Regions from separate parts of the Danio rerio genome. Here region 1 is linked to region 2. Evidence: chromatin contacts called from public Micro-C data. All regions are on one chromosome and are shown on one strand. Each heading gives the region's core, a stretch centred on a gene start, on an enhancer-like site or on the middle of the called end of the contact. The rest is flanking DNA. Distances are from core to core; before and after follow the strand shown.

Evidence for each region. Hi-C and Micro-C count contacts between places; a contact is called where the count stands out from the background.
Region 1: a contact with region 2 is called in a Micro-C map of caudal fin, with 5 times the contacts expected there. The contact joins the promoter of metrnla here to the enhancer-like site in region 2. A contact is called at or near these places in 2 of 18 Hi-C or Micro-C datasets (caudal fin and an unstated tissue) and 1 of 4 datasets of contacts at active chromatin or transcription factors (caudal fin).

What each region holds. Positions count from the first base shown.
Region 1 is chr3:49,553,177-49,559,436 of GRCz12tu, forward strand. It overlaps metrnla (meteorin like, glial cell differentiation regulator a), which reads left to right and starts at 1,906. Exons shown (of 4, transcript NM_212985.1): 1 at 1,906-2,228. The coding sequence starts at 2,131.
Region 2 is chr3:49,402,861-49,409,612 of GRCz12tu, forward strand. tbcd (tubulin folding cofactor D) reads left to right here. Exons shown (of 39, transcript XM_073944965.1): 32 at 1,321-1,459. Among named protein-coding and RNA genes, the nearest start is that of znf750, 56 kb to the left of the region's middle. Within about 2 kb of position 2,396, at least 8 of the 62 cell types and tissues checked have an H3K27ac peak or open chromatin away from gene starts, as enhancers often do. A contact at or near this core is called in caudal fin, where this site is marked.

The sequences.
Region 1 (6,260 bases), core at 656-3,155, 150 kb after region 2:
ATTATATTAAAACATCAGTAATGCTGAATGCATAATAGATAAAGATGGTCTAAATTTTATTCATTTTAATTCCCTAAATAGTAATTTAAAATTACTTGCATAAGACAATAAGCTTCCAGAGATGGGTTGCAGCTGGAAGGGCATCCGCTTCGTAAAACATGTGCTGGAAATAAGGCGGTTCATTCCGCTGTGGGGACCCCGGATTAATAAAGGAACTAAGCCAAAAAGAAAATGAATGAATGAAAGGATGAATGAACGAGTGAATGAATTATAAGGGGCATCACGGTGGTGCAGAGGGTAGCATGATCGCCTCACAGCAAGAAGGTCACTGGTTCAAGCCTCGACTGGGTAAGTCGGCATATCTGTGTGAAAGCTGCATGTTCTCCCCGAGTTCGTGGGTTTCCGCAGGGTGCTCGGGTTTCCCCCACAGTAAAAAGACATGACCATCCACTACATAAAACATATGCTGGATAAATTGGTTCATTCCGCTGTGGCAACCCCTGACTAATAAAGGGACTAAGCCGAAAATTTTTTTATTTCTTATAAGTAACTTATCTATCTAGAATATTATCCCCTGTTTCATTTTCTATCATATAATTATTTTAATGTGTAATTATAAAATTGAAAAACTTAATCAAACTCTCAAAATATCATCAATTGCTTACGTCATGGAGGCTAATTTATAAACAACTTCTCCCCACATAGTTTTCTTATTTGGAATAATGCCAATATCTTGTATAGAATTAAGTCACTATTCTTTCATTATTGGCTTAACAGCAGTCTGATATAGTTGCTAAATTATTTGATAATGAAGGAACAAAATTTACATTAAATTCCTATTACTTTACAAGAATTTATTATATTAATGTAACCATTACCTGATATGCTGCACAATAGCAGTGCATGTACATCAGCTCTTTCAGTTTGTCCTCCTAAACCTGAACAGGCCTCAGTCGGCTTTGTCTGTTTCTCTGGATTTAAGCCTAATAATCACAAAATGATCTATAATACTAAAAGAAGATATGTGAAGATACCATATGTTGTTTTTTACTGGAACATAGCTTTAACAATATAAACTGGACTCAAGTATGGTCATCAACTCATTTTCCCCCATTACAAATAAGGCTAAATAAATATAACTTAAATTACTTCATAAAATGTATCCTGAAAAATATATATTTCTACAACAATGGAAAATTTATATTAAATTAGAAAACTTTATTTCTTCGTTTATTTTGGTTTTGCCAATATACAAAACTTTTTCGATTAATTTTGAAACTTTTATTGCTTATAATATTTTGAAAACATTTTCCTTATCTTATAAATATGTGATTTGGGCTTTTTTTTTTTTTTTTTTTTTTTTTTTGTTAAAGATAACAAAGATTTTATTTATATGTAAATTTCACATACTCAAGTGTGCAAAAAGTAAACCTCTCAGAAAAGTGGTACTAGAAAAAGATTAAAATGTATATAAAAGTGATTTCGAAGTCTAAAAATAGAAAAGCATTTAATATATGCTCCTCCCTTAACATTGTTGCATAAAAAAATGTTTGTCATGCATTTTCTGGACTAAAATTGCATCATTAACCTTTGCTAACAAATAAAATTTGAATATTTATATGTTTTGAGCTTTCTTCAAAACATCTTTTGTGTTCAACACAATAAAGAATTCCAAAAAGTTTTTAAACCACTTGGGTGAGGGTGAGGACAGTTGTTAATATTTCAACATGAACTCATGCGCATGCGTCCTGCGTCGGTCAGCTGGCGATGATGCGCAGAGGAATCCGAGCTCAGAGAACTGCTAAAGAAACTCGCCTCCTCTCGAGTAATTTACAGGCGTTGAGTGCGCGTGCGCGATCTTCAAAGTTGAGCGAGCGGCTCTGCGCTCGGATTCCTAAGCTCTTCACTGCTGCTCAGTGTGCGCGACATGGACTGAGCGAACGAGCGCGCTTCTCGGACTTTCGGCTTTAGAAGCGCTTTTCGAGTAAATAACGGGCTAGAAAGCGAAGCGATACTAAAGAAAAACACGATGTAGAGAACATACCGATGCTGGACCTTTTGCTTTCACACCTGCACCGCAGAGTTGTATAGTATCTCGCTTGGGGAGAAGGAGACCGCGGTCGGACAAACATGCTCTCGCCGTTCTTGGCGTATTTGCTGTCGGTTGTGCTTCTGTGTCGGATTGCGCGCTCCCAGTACTCAAGTGATCAGTGCAGCTGGAGGGGCAGGTGAGACGCTCTTTAAACATCTATATTAATCCTTTTTTTACCCATTTAGAGTAAAATGCAGTTTCATTTAGTAAAAAGAAGATAGAGATTTAACTCCTTGAACTATTCAATGAGCGAATAGAAAGAGAGATAATGAATATTATGCTATTATTATTATTATTATTATTAATATTAATATTATATTAATATTATTATTAGTCTATGAACACCATTTTTAGCATTAAGGTGTGGAATATTTAGCTACTTTTAGTATTAGGGCCAGTTTTTTTTTTTTTTTTTTTGGTAAAGTGATATTGTTGAGCTTGTATGTACTATATTCTTTATTTGTCTTTCTATTTAGCTTAATTTTATGTAGCATACTCATTTACACTAGAAAACTAATCTATTAGTGATTTTATACTTGAATGATATGGAAATCCATGAAATTTCAAAGAAAGAACTAAGCAGTTTTTCTAACAACTTTTAGTTTAGTTTGTTTTTTGCTTGTATTTTAGTCACTAAAGGAAGGTGTAATATTATGGGGGTTTTTTTTTGCTTCTCAATTAAATGTGTGCTAATATATATTGAAATGTTCAAATATTTGACCTAATAAAAAAGATGGTAAGATAACTGTGCTGGAAAACAAAAATACAACATCTTGTGTTGAACATATCTGGCTTAACCTGAATTCAGAAGCTGTCTGAAGCAGTGATTTCATTTTTACTCACTGGTTTGTCCTAACCCAAGTTAACGACTCGCATATAATATGCAAATCATACTACTTTTTTGGGGGGTTGGTTTTATACAGTACAGTTTAACTAAATGAATGAGCCATTGCCTACACACTCAGGCACTGCATCATAAATGGAAAAACAAAACAAATTCTAGCAGCTTTTTTTGTATGGAGTCCTATTAGGTCAAGATGGCTTCCACATCCTTCATGCTTAAAGTTCTGAAAGATATTAAGCTACTGATTTCCCCACCACATTTCTTCATTGGTATTATTCCTCAGCAGTGGCTCAATTCCATCATCGAAAATTCCTCAAACATGACACATTTGGGGTCTCTGTGAAGTCTTTTTACAGTAATAATACAGTGACTGTTCAGCCATAATCTGGTGTTGATTTGCCAGGTCTGAGTTCAGCCTCTCATTACGGCCGAGCGGGATTTCAAATGCTCTTAATTAAAGAGGAGCCGTTATGAACGAGGGCACGGCAGCTTGCGGGTCTGCTCTGCACATGTGTCACCCCAGGCTCCACAGGAGTTTTGCTCCTCACCTCCTCATTCATTTTGGAAGAGTTGAATCTGGACCCTGCTTTTGCAGCAGGCCTTAATTTATCTCTAATTGAAGAACCGCTGGAGGGTTGAGAAGCAGATGGCTCATTTTCTGCCTAACTGACAGCGGGCCGCAGACTTGAGGCGCGGAAACCGCAGATGATGTCTAAAAAAGTAGTGGAGAGAGCCTTTTGTGTGGCCGGTGGACAGCGGCAGGACTGCTGCCCGGACATGCAGCTCCTCGTCTTTTTGAGGAGTTGAAAGGCGAGGGGAGGTTCGCTGCGTGACCTGCATTTGCACTTGCATGCTTCGGGTTCGGCTACTGTCTCTGCAGAGAGGCCTGTGTGTCCAAGGAACCATTGACTTAAGTTTAAAAAATCCTGCCCACGGCAAAATGCCAGTGGCTGGAGCTTGCCAAAACCTTGGAAATGAGAGATCAAGAGAAGGGGGGAAAATGAGAGACGGTTAATGTGTATGTGTGTGCGCACATGCCTGCACGTGACGGGTCATGCAGCAAGCCTTGCGCGTGGGTCTTAACACCTTGTTTGAAAAGACATTAACTTCATTCTTCCTGCTCTGAGAAAAGCCTTTCTTTCCTATGAGCTTCAGTTTTTGGACTCGAGTCTGGTGCAGACTGTTCACAACAATCGCCCTAATGTTTGAAGTTTCCTTTGCTGTGTTTCACAGAATAAAAGACCACTGAAGTAAATCCCTACAAAAGATCCAACCGACGTTATTTAGGTGCGAGTGTGGGATGCCGTCATTTTGCTACTAACCAATATGGGTTGATGTGTTTAAAGACAGTGTGAAATCAAAATGTGTAATGTCTATGTTACTAGCACAAATTGTTATTTTTAAAGAGAATAATTAATCTGTGCAAGTTGAAAACCTTGAAATATGTTTTTGTTTTGGTAATTTTGAATCAAAGTCTGACCATTTGCTTTCACATTTGAAGTGGCGGTCCTTCTCTTTTGACATTGCAGCTATGATTTTCTTAACCACACCCCTTTTTTTTAGTTTGCCATGAGGGAATGATGTGCAAAAAGAAAGCTCCACCCCACTTAATATTCCGTTTCAGTTGGAAGCACTTCAGCAAACTGAAATAAGTCAACTTCTGGTTTTCCTTCCAAAAAAAGTAAATAAATTTGAGCAGTTAATATTAGAATTGTGTTTGATGGCTGCTTTGTAAGGCTGTGCAATGTTAAAGAAAAATGCAATATGTAATAGCATGCTAAATGTTATATGTGATAGGATTATGTAACAGAATACACTACCTGACAGAAGTCTTGTCGTCAATCCCAGTTGTAAGAGCAACAAATAATAACTTGACTTCTAGTTGATCGTTTGGAAAAGTTGATCATTTTTCAGATGAACCATCTGTTGAACTGCATCCCAATCATCACAAATACTGCAGAAGTCCTACTGGAACCTGCATTGACCCAAGATTCTCAAAGAAATCAGTAAAGTTTGGTGAAGGAAAAATCATAGTTTGGGGTTAGATTCAGTATGGGGGTTTGCAAGAGATCTGCAGAGTGGATGTCCACATCAACAGCCTGAGCTATCAAGACATTTGTGCATTGCATTACAAACCACAGGAGAGGGCAAAGGATCAGCAGGATAGCGCTTCTTCTCATACTTCAGCCTCCACATCAAAGTTCCTGAAATCAAAGTAGGTCAAGGTGCTCCAGTATTGGCCAGGCCAGTCACCGGACATAAACATTATTAAGCATGTCAGGGGTAAGATGGAGAAGGCATTGAAGATGAATCCAAAAAACCTTGATGAACTCTGGGATTCCTCCTGGAACACTTTCTTTGCAATGACTTAAATAACATATTAATAAAGTCATTTGGAACGGCAGAGATGTATGGATGCAGTCCTCCAAGATCATGGGAGTCATACACAATATTGTATAATAACTTATATAAGTATTAATAATTAATATTAATAATTGTATAAGAATAATTACTTTTTCCATAGCACTATGACTTTATACTGTACAATATTTCTGTTAAGTGATAAGACTTTTACGCAAAGTTACACCTTTTGTCCTAATGTAATAATTAAAAATCAAGGCATGGTCATATTTTATTTTGGTAAAATAAGCGTAATGAAGAGGCCGTTGCTCTTCCTATTAGCCACTTTTAAAACCAAATAATCAACTAAAAGTCATGTTATTATTTGTTGTTCTGAAAACTTGGTGAGAAGACTTCTGTCATGGGGTGTATGTTTCATTCTCTTTCAGGTTAAACTACTGAAAGTGAACAGCCATGAAACAAGCAGACATTTACCGTAGTAAACAAAACTAAAACAAATCACCACCCCTTTGCTCCAGTGGTAAAGTTTTATTAGCTTAAATAAAAACAGCCAGGAAAACACAAACATTAAGTGGAGCTGCTACATTGCTGCTTTATTTCTCGCAATCCATGGCTTGATTGCTTTGTCGTATTTCAGCATATATAAAATCATTACACATTTTGGGCAAAATAAAACAGCATGTCCACTTTACTTGCTTTCAGAGATGCACTTTTGGATATACTACATTTCAGAGGTGCTTTATGCAGGCACTCTAAAATACTTTTGTATTAAATTACTCGTTTTTTTTTTTGTCTGAACCATTGTGATATATGTATTGCAATATGCACATTTGCAATAGTTTATTAATGCTGATATATTGCGTAGCCCTACTGCTTTATTTCCAAACCCAGAGATCTGCTTATCATTTCCTTTTCAGAATTTTAAGGCATCAATGTTAAGGTGATTGTTTCCAGAGAGTAGTT
Region 2 (6,752 bases), core at 1,146-3,645:
TTAACATCCTCAGCCAATAAAATTAGTCAGCAATCGGCTACTGTCTGAGCTGATGCAATTGCATACAGCGATCTGATTGGCTGATGCTTCCATCAGCGCTTAAAAAGTTGAGCAAGTCCCAACTTCTGCAGCGAGCACCACCACTGAAGCGGCGCCGACGGCTCCACAATGCAGTTCGGCAACAACTGACGTTACCCATTCAAATTGAATGGGAAGCGTTGAAGCTGATGCCCCGAGTGAATGGGGCATTAGGGGTGAATTTCCCCTATACAGTGCCTTGCACTGTGAAGCCCTTCCCTTGTACACTCGTTTTTAAGGGCTGAGGGGAAGGGGTACAAAAATAGTATTGGGATTGAGCCTTAATTTCTCCAGAAGTTCTCATAACAGAACTGTGGTTAATATTATTGTGTTATTAAAAAAGAAATAACAACTTTAAATCCTACATGTCTATAACTATGGTTCAGAACAATAGTTATACTTTCGTTTTTTTACCTTTTGCAGTAAAAAGCAACAAAAATGGTTTTGCTCTGATGCATTTATTAAAGTATAAAGAACCAGAAGTGCCATAAAACAAAGAATCAAACTGTTAATTCAATAATTGAAGCATAAAAAGGTATACAAATACATTTAAATTGACAAATAAATAGACAATTAAATGTAATTATTTTAATTGTGTTTTTAAATGTCATTTAATAAAACAATCAAGTTAAAATTATTTTAAATGTGTAAATAAATAGGCAGTTTTATAACTGTTTATTTAATTCATGTTTTAAAATGCTCATTGATCAAGCCATAAAAATTATGTAATTAAATTACTTCAAATGCATTATAAATGCACATTTGAAATAGCATTTTAAAAAAGCATTTGGCAATTGATTCACTCTCTCTATTTGCCACTTGTTTTTTTTTTTTTTCTTCCTATGCCACGTTAAAAATAAAAAAATAAAAGTAAAAAAAAATGCCATTAGACAGTCCACACATGGGTGCAGCCAATTAGCTTTCGCCTCAAGTTTAGCAAAAACCTCTCGCTTGTAAATGTATTAAAAACTTTATAAAAAATAAACATTGATTTCACAGGCCAGGCTTACCTCAAATAGACAGAGAAAAGCATTTACCACATCTCTGTTTGCGATGCGTGCAGAAGACTGAATGTGTCAGCCATTGACACTACTTACATAATGTAATTAAATTTGGGAGGTGCACTTTTGCATTGAAGTTTCAGGAAACAGATACTTTCATTGCTTACAATTTGAGATGTAATCCAGTCGCTTGATTAATTATCTTTGACCTGTGGTGTTTTCTTTTTTTAACATACTTTAGAGAGACTGGAAACTCCCTGAACTGGAACGCAGCATCACAGGCCTTCCCTCACATCACACAGCTGCTGCGCCTTCCTCAGTACCAGTATCACACGCTTCTGGGTCTTTGTGTGTCTGTGGGAGGCCTCACCGAATCTACAGTAGGTCACACCACATAAACACAACCATTAAAACACAGTGGCCTCTTTTTTGCTTAAAGGAACACATTTTTTTTTCTGTCATTTACAATTGACAGTAAACAGTTGACTTTAACCATTTTTTAATCCATTTAGCGCATTTGTTGTTCTGGCAGGGTCACTTTTAGCTTAGCTTAGCATAATTAATTGAATTAGATTAGACCATTAGCATTTTCTTCCAAAAAAAAAAAAAAAAGATATATATATATATATATATAGATATATAAGATAAGATATATATATATATATATATATATATATATATATATATATATATATATATATATATATATATATATATATATATATATATATATATATAGCCTTATATACCCTAACCAGTCCAGTTAACCTAATTAACCTAGCTAAACATTTAAATGTCACTTTAATCTGTAAAGAAATGTTTTAAAAAATATGTAGTTAAATATAATTTACTGTCATCATGAAAAAAAAAATAGTTATTAGAAATGAGTTATTAAAACTATTATGTTTAGAAATTTATTTTAAAAAATCTTCTTTCCTTTAAACAGAAATTGGGTAAAAAAATAAAGGGGGGTTGCTAATAATTCAGGGGGGCTAATAACATCAACTATATATATATAGTATATTTTTGCATGCTGACAATTTTTTGTAAATATTTTATTGAAATTATACAGTTTGAATTATGATAATAGCTATTGTTGCTGACATGGCATACCCCATGGGTATGAATGATCTATATACTTATACAGAAATGCAATTTAAACAGTTTTACAGCATAACCATCAATCAGAATAATTATACAGTATGTGGCAAAGCAATGAGGTAGCAGCAATTGATCAATTACAATAAATTGCATGGTGATAAAAGACCCAGCAGTGACCAACAGAGGGAGCCGTCGCCGCTCTATCCTCCAGAGAGTCTGCCTATGGTGAGCGCGGTCAGGAGTTTGAATGCTTTAAGGGAAATTGACACTACTAGACCGTGTAGCTTTACTTTGCATTGCTTCATTTCAGATTTTCAAGAATTGCAACACAAAAGTGGTCTGTCGTTTTGGGTTTTGAAAAATAAGCTGGTGTTGAAACGCTCTGGTGTTTTTTAGAAAATGGCTGACATGTGTTTGAATAAACTGAAAAGCTGCCACAAATGTGAGCCTCTGCCCATCCTGGCCTCAAAGTGCACAGGGTGTAAACGGCTCAGACGCGAAAACCACAGCTCCTCCAGCGGGCCCGGCATTCACTCAAAACAAATTTAGCTGGAAGTGAGCGAGCACTGTTGGCACCTTGTCCCTTCACGCTTGTGCTCATGCTTTTGGTGGTGACTGAGGGCCCCTGGAGGGATCTTCTGCTCATCAGCTTGATCTTTCCATTCCCTTTTGTCTTTTATCTGGAATGCTGATTTCTTCCTGTACTTTTTTTATTATTATTATTCCTTTTTTTGTTTGTTTGAGGTTCATTTTCTGATTATACACTACTGTTTAAAACTTTGTGGATGGTGAGTTTTTTTTTTTTTTTTTCTTTTTTCATATTTCTGAAAGTCTCTTACTATATGCTCACCAAGACTGCAGGTTTCTGATCAAAATATAGAAAGAGCAGTGAAATTCGTACATTTTATTACAATTTGAATCAAATTCTTCTTCACGTGACAGAGATGGCAGCACTGGTATTGTCTATCTATGGTTCACTTACTTACTCCCAGGGTCATTTTTGTATATCGAAGTTGATATTCAGCTGCACCATATTGGTGTTTTGTTACATCGTTTTTATGTAGTGAGCTGTTAGCCCAATGTTCAACCCCCAATCTGGAACACCGGGACATACACACATACACTACAGACTATGTAGCTTACCCTTTTCACCCATTCTGCATGTCTTTGGACTGTAGGGGAAACTGGAGCACCTGGAGGGACCCCACGCCAACAAGGGGGGAACATGTAAACACCTATCTAGGGTTTAAAATAAATAAATCAATTTAATAATGGATAAACACATTTACATATTTCATTTACTCATTCAGTTTCTTTTCGGCTTAGTCCCTTTATTAATCTGAGGTTGCCACAGCTGAATGAACTGCCTTCATATATATATCCAAAGAGTTTTTAAGTACATATTATTTCTATTTTCTTTTTTCATCTCTCAAACCATGAAAATATTTTAGTTGTGGCTTTAACTTTAACCAGTATATATATGTACACATATATATGTATATATATATATATATATATATATATATATATATATATATATATATATATATATATATATATATATATATATATATATATATATATATATATATATATAAATATATATATATATATATATATATATATAAATGTATATGTATATATATACATTATTATATATATATATATATATATATATATATATATATATATATATATATATATATATATACATTTATATATACATATACATATATATATATATATATATATATATATATATATATATATATATATATATATATATATATATATATATATATATAGGTTAAAGTTAAAGCCACAACTAAAATATTTTCATGGTTTCAGAGATGAAAAAAGAAAATAGAAATAATAAGTACTTAAAAACTCTTTGGATAACTATATATAAAAAAGTTTTCAAATGTATCACCTACTTAGCATTTTAGGCTCCATGCCTTTGCTCCAATGGCTGCTGGGACTTCACCCTTGACTTTAATTTAAAGCCATTTAGTTATTTATAGCCTCAACTGTTTGTTGATGAAGAAAAATAATAATGTCGGGGGTTTTAACGGGAGCTTTGAGCATAGTAAATGTCAACTCATCTGCCAGTTGGACCTATAAATGAGTCGGTGGAGCTTTCCTCCTCTCTCTCCTTTGACTGGAGCCACAGCAGAGGTTACGCTCTCACCTTCAGCCTAAAACCGTATGATTTCTCGGTGCCAAAACTGCTGGATAAATGAGCGGTTCTCACAGATTCGATGCTGAATGATGGAGCTTCTCTGTGAAGCTCAGCTCCCTCTGGGCCGCACAGCGCAGTTGAAACCGTACATAATCAGGCTTCATCTGACCCCTTACACACATTAATACACCACTATGAGAGAAGTTTGTGTTATGGATAGATGTTTTAGATGGGAGAGAAAGTGCTGCTTTCTCTGCTGATTACTTCCTTTTTTCATAGTGAAAATAGAGGAACTTGCTGTCTCATGCATTACGCCATACATACTGTTTATGATTGTTATGTCCAAATCTGGATTAAACCTTGTGTACTGTTCAAATGTACTACCCTTTTCTTATGTTTTTCCCCCTTTGACTTCCATCCTTATGACATTTTTGATTGCAAAGCCATGCCAGCATAATCATGCATTCTTCATTTTGGTGGTATTCCTGATTGGGAAGAGGTCAAATGTGTATTTTTAATGTTGATCATCAGTTGGCAGCATTAGGCCTGTATACAAAAAAAAAAAAAAAAAAAAAAAAGTTTTTGGCTTGTGTATGCAGTTTTATGGAGTAAAAAGGCAGATTATAGTTTGTGCAGAAATACACAGAAAACTGAGCTGCTTATTTTGAGTTTCTCTGACATATTAAGATAAATGTGCAAACAGCTACTCTGCAACTGATGATAAAAATAAAAAATAGCATTTTGTCCTTATTCCAACAGTGAAAACCAGCAACAATCAAGAATGCATGATTTTATGGTGTCATGGCTTTGAAAAAAAAAGTCATTATAATGAAAGTAAATAGGACAAAAACAGTTATGAACTAAACGAAAGGCAGGTAAATTTGTGTTTGTTTTTTCAAAGCATTTTCTCAAAATATGGTTAAAGTCTTAACATAGAGCAGATTTTTTCAGCACATGTCTAAACATAATAGTTTTAATAACTCATCTCTAATGGTTGATATATTTTATCAAAGACACTCATGATGACAGTACATAATATTTGACTGGATATTTTTCAAGAGACTTCTATACAGCTTAAAGTGACATTTATAGGCTTAACTATGTTAATTAGGTTAACTAGGCAGGTTTTTGTATAACGATGTTTTGTTCTGTAGACTATTGGAAAAAAATAGCTTAAAGGGGCTAATAATTTTGTCCTTAATTTTTTTTTTTTTTTTAATTAAAACTGCTTTTATTCTTGCTGAATTAAAACAATTAAGACTTTATGCTGAAGAAAGATAATGATCAGATATACAGTGAAAATTTCCTTGCTCTGTTAAACGTCATTTGGAAAATATTTAAAAAAGAAAGAAAAGTCAAAGGGGGACTAATAATTCTGACTTTATCTGTATGTGTCAAAATATGATATCACCAAAAATACTTCCCTTTGGTAAAACTGTTGTAAAAAAAGTTTGGTAAAAAAATTGTGGCCAAATTAAAACTCATAAACACCCCAGAGTGGATGAAAACATTCCCAACAGCCAGCGTTGGGGGAAGTTACCTTAGAAAGTAGGGCTATGTTCACACTGCAAGGCTTAGTGCTCAAATCAGATTTTTTTTTTATAAATCACTGTTATAAGTGTGGCCAGTATCAGATTTGCAGTGTGAACAGATCATGGTCCTAAACTGACCCATATTATTTACAGGGAGGAAAATAACTGTATATATGGAGTTGAAGAATTATTAACCCTTCTAAATTATTAGCAACTCTTTATCCCCCAATTTCTGTTTAATGGAAAGAAGGTTTTTTTCCCAACCCATTTCTAAACACAAAAGTGTTCATAACTCATTTCTAATAACTGATTTATTTTATCTTTGCTATGATGACAGCACAGAATATTTGACTAGATACTTTTCAAAATGCAAGCATTCAGATTAAAGTGTGAAGTTCAAAGGCTTAATTAGTGTAATTAGGCAAGTCATTGTATAACAGTATTTTCTTCTGCAGACAATCAAACTATATATTGCTTAAGGGGTATAATGATATTGACCTTAAAATAGGTTTAAAAATATTTAAACCTGCTTTTATTTTATCCAAAAAAAAAAAAAAAATCACAGGTAGGCGAATAATTTTGACTTCAACTGATAATCATTTTGAATAATCGTGATTACAATTAAGAGCAAAAATAATCGTGATTAGGATTTTTTTCCATAATCGAGCAGCCCAGTATATTGTCAGGTTATGCCTAATATGATTATTGCCCTTTTCACAGACAACCGTTGGGTATTTCATGACCTGTAAAGGGTTGTTCTGCTGCTACTAATGTGTATTTAAAACCTAAAAGTCAACCTTGAGCACTGTTGTGTTACTGATAGGATATTTTTGACTATACTATACTAATATTATAATTAAT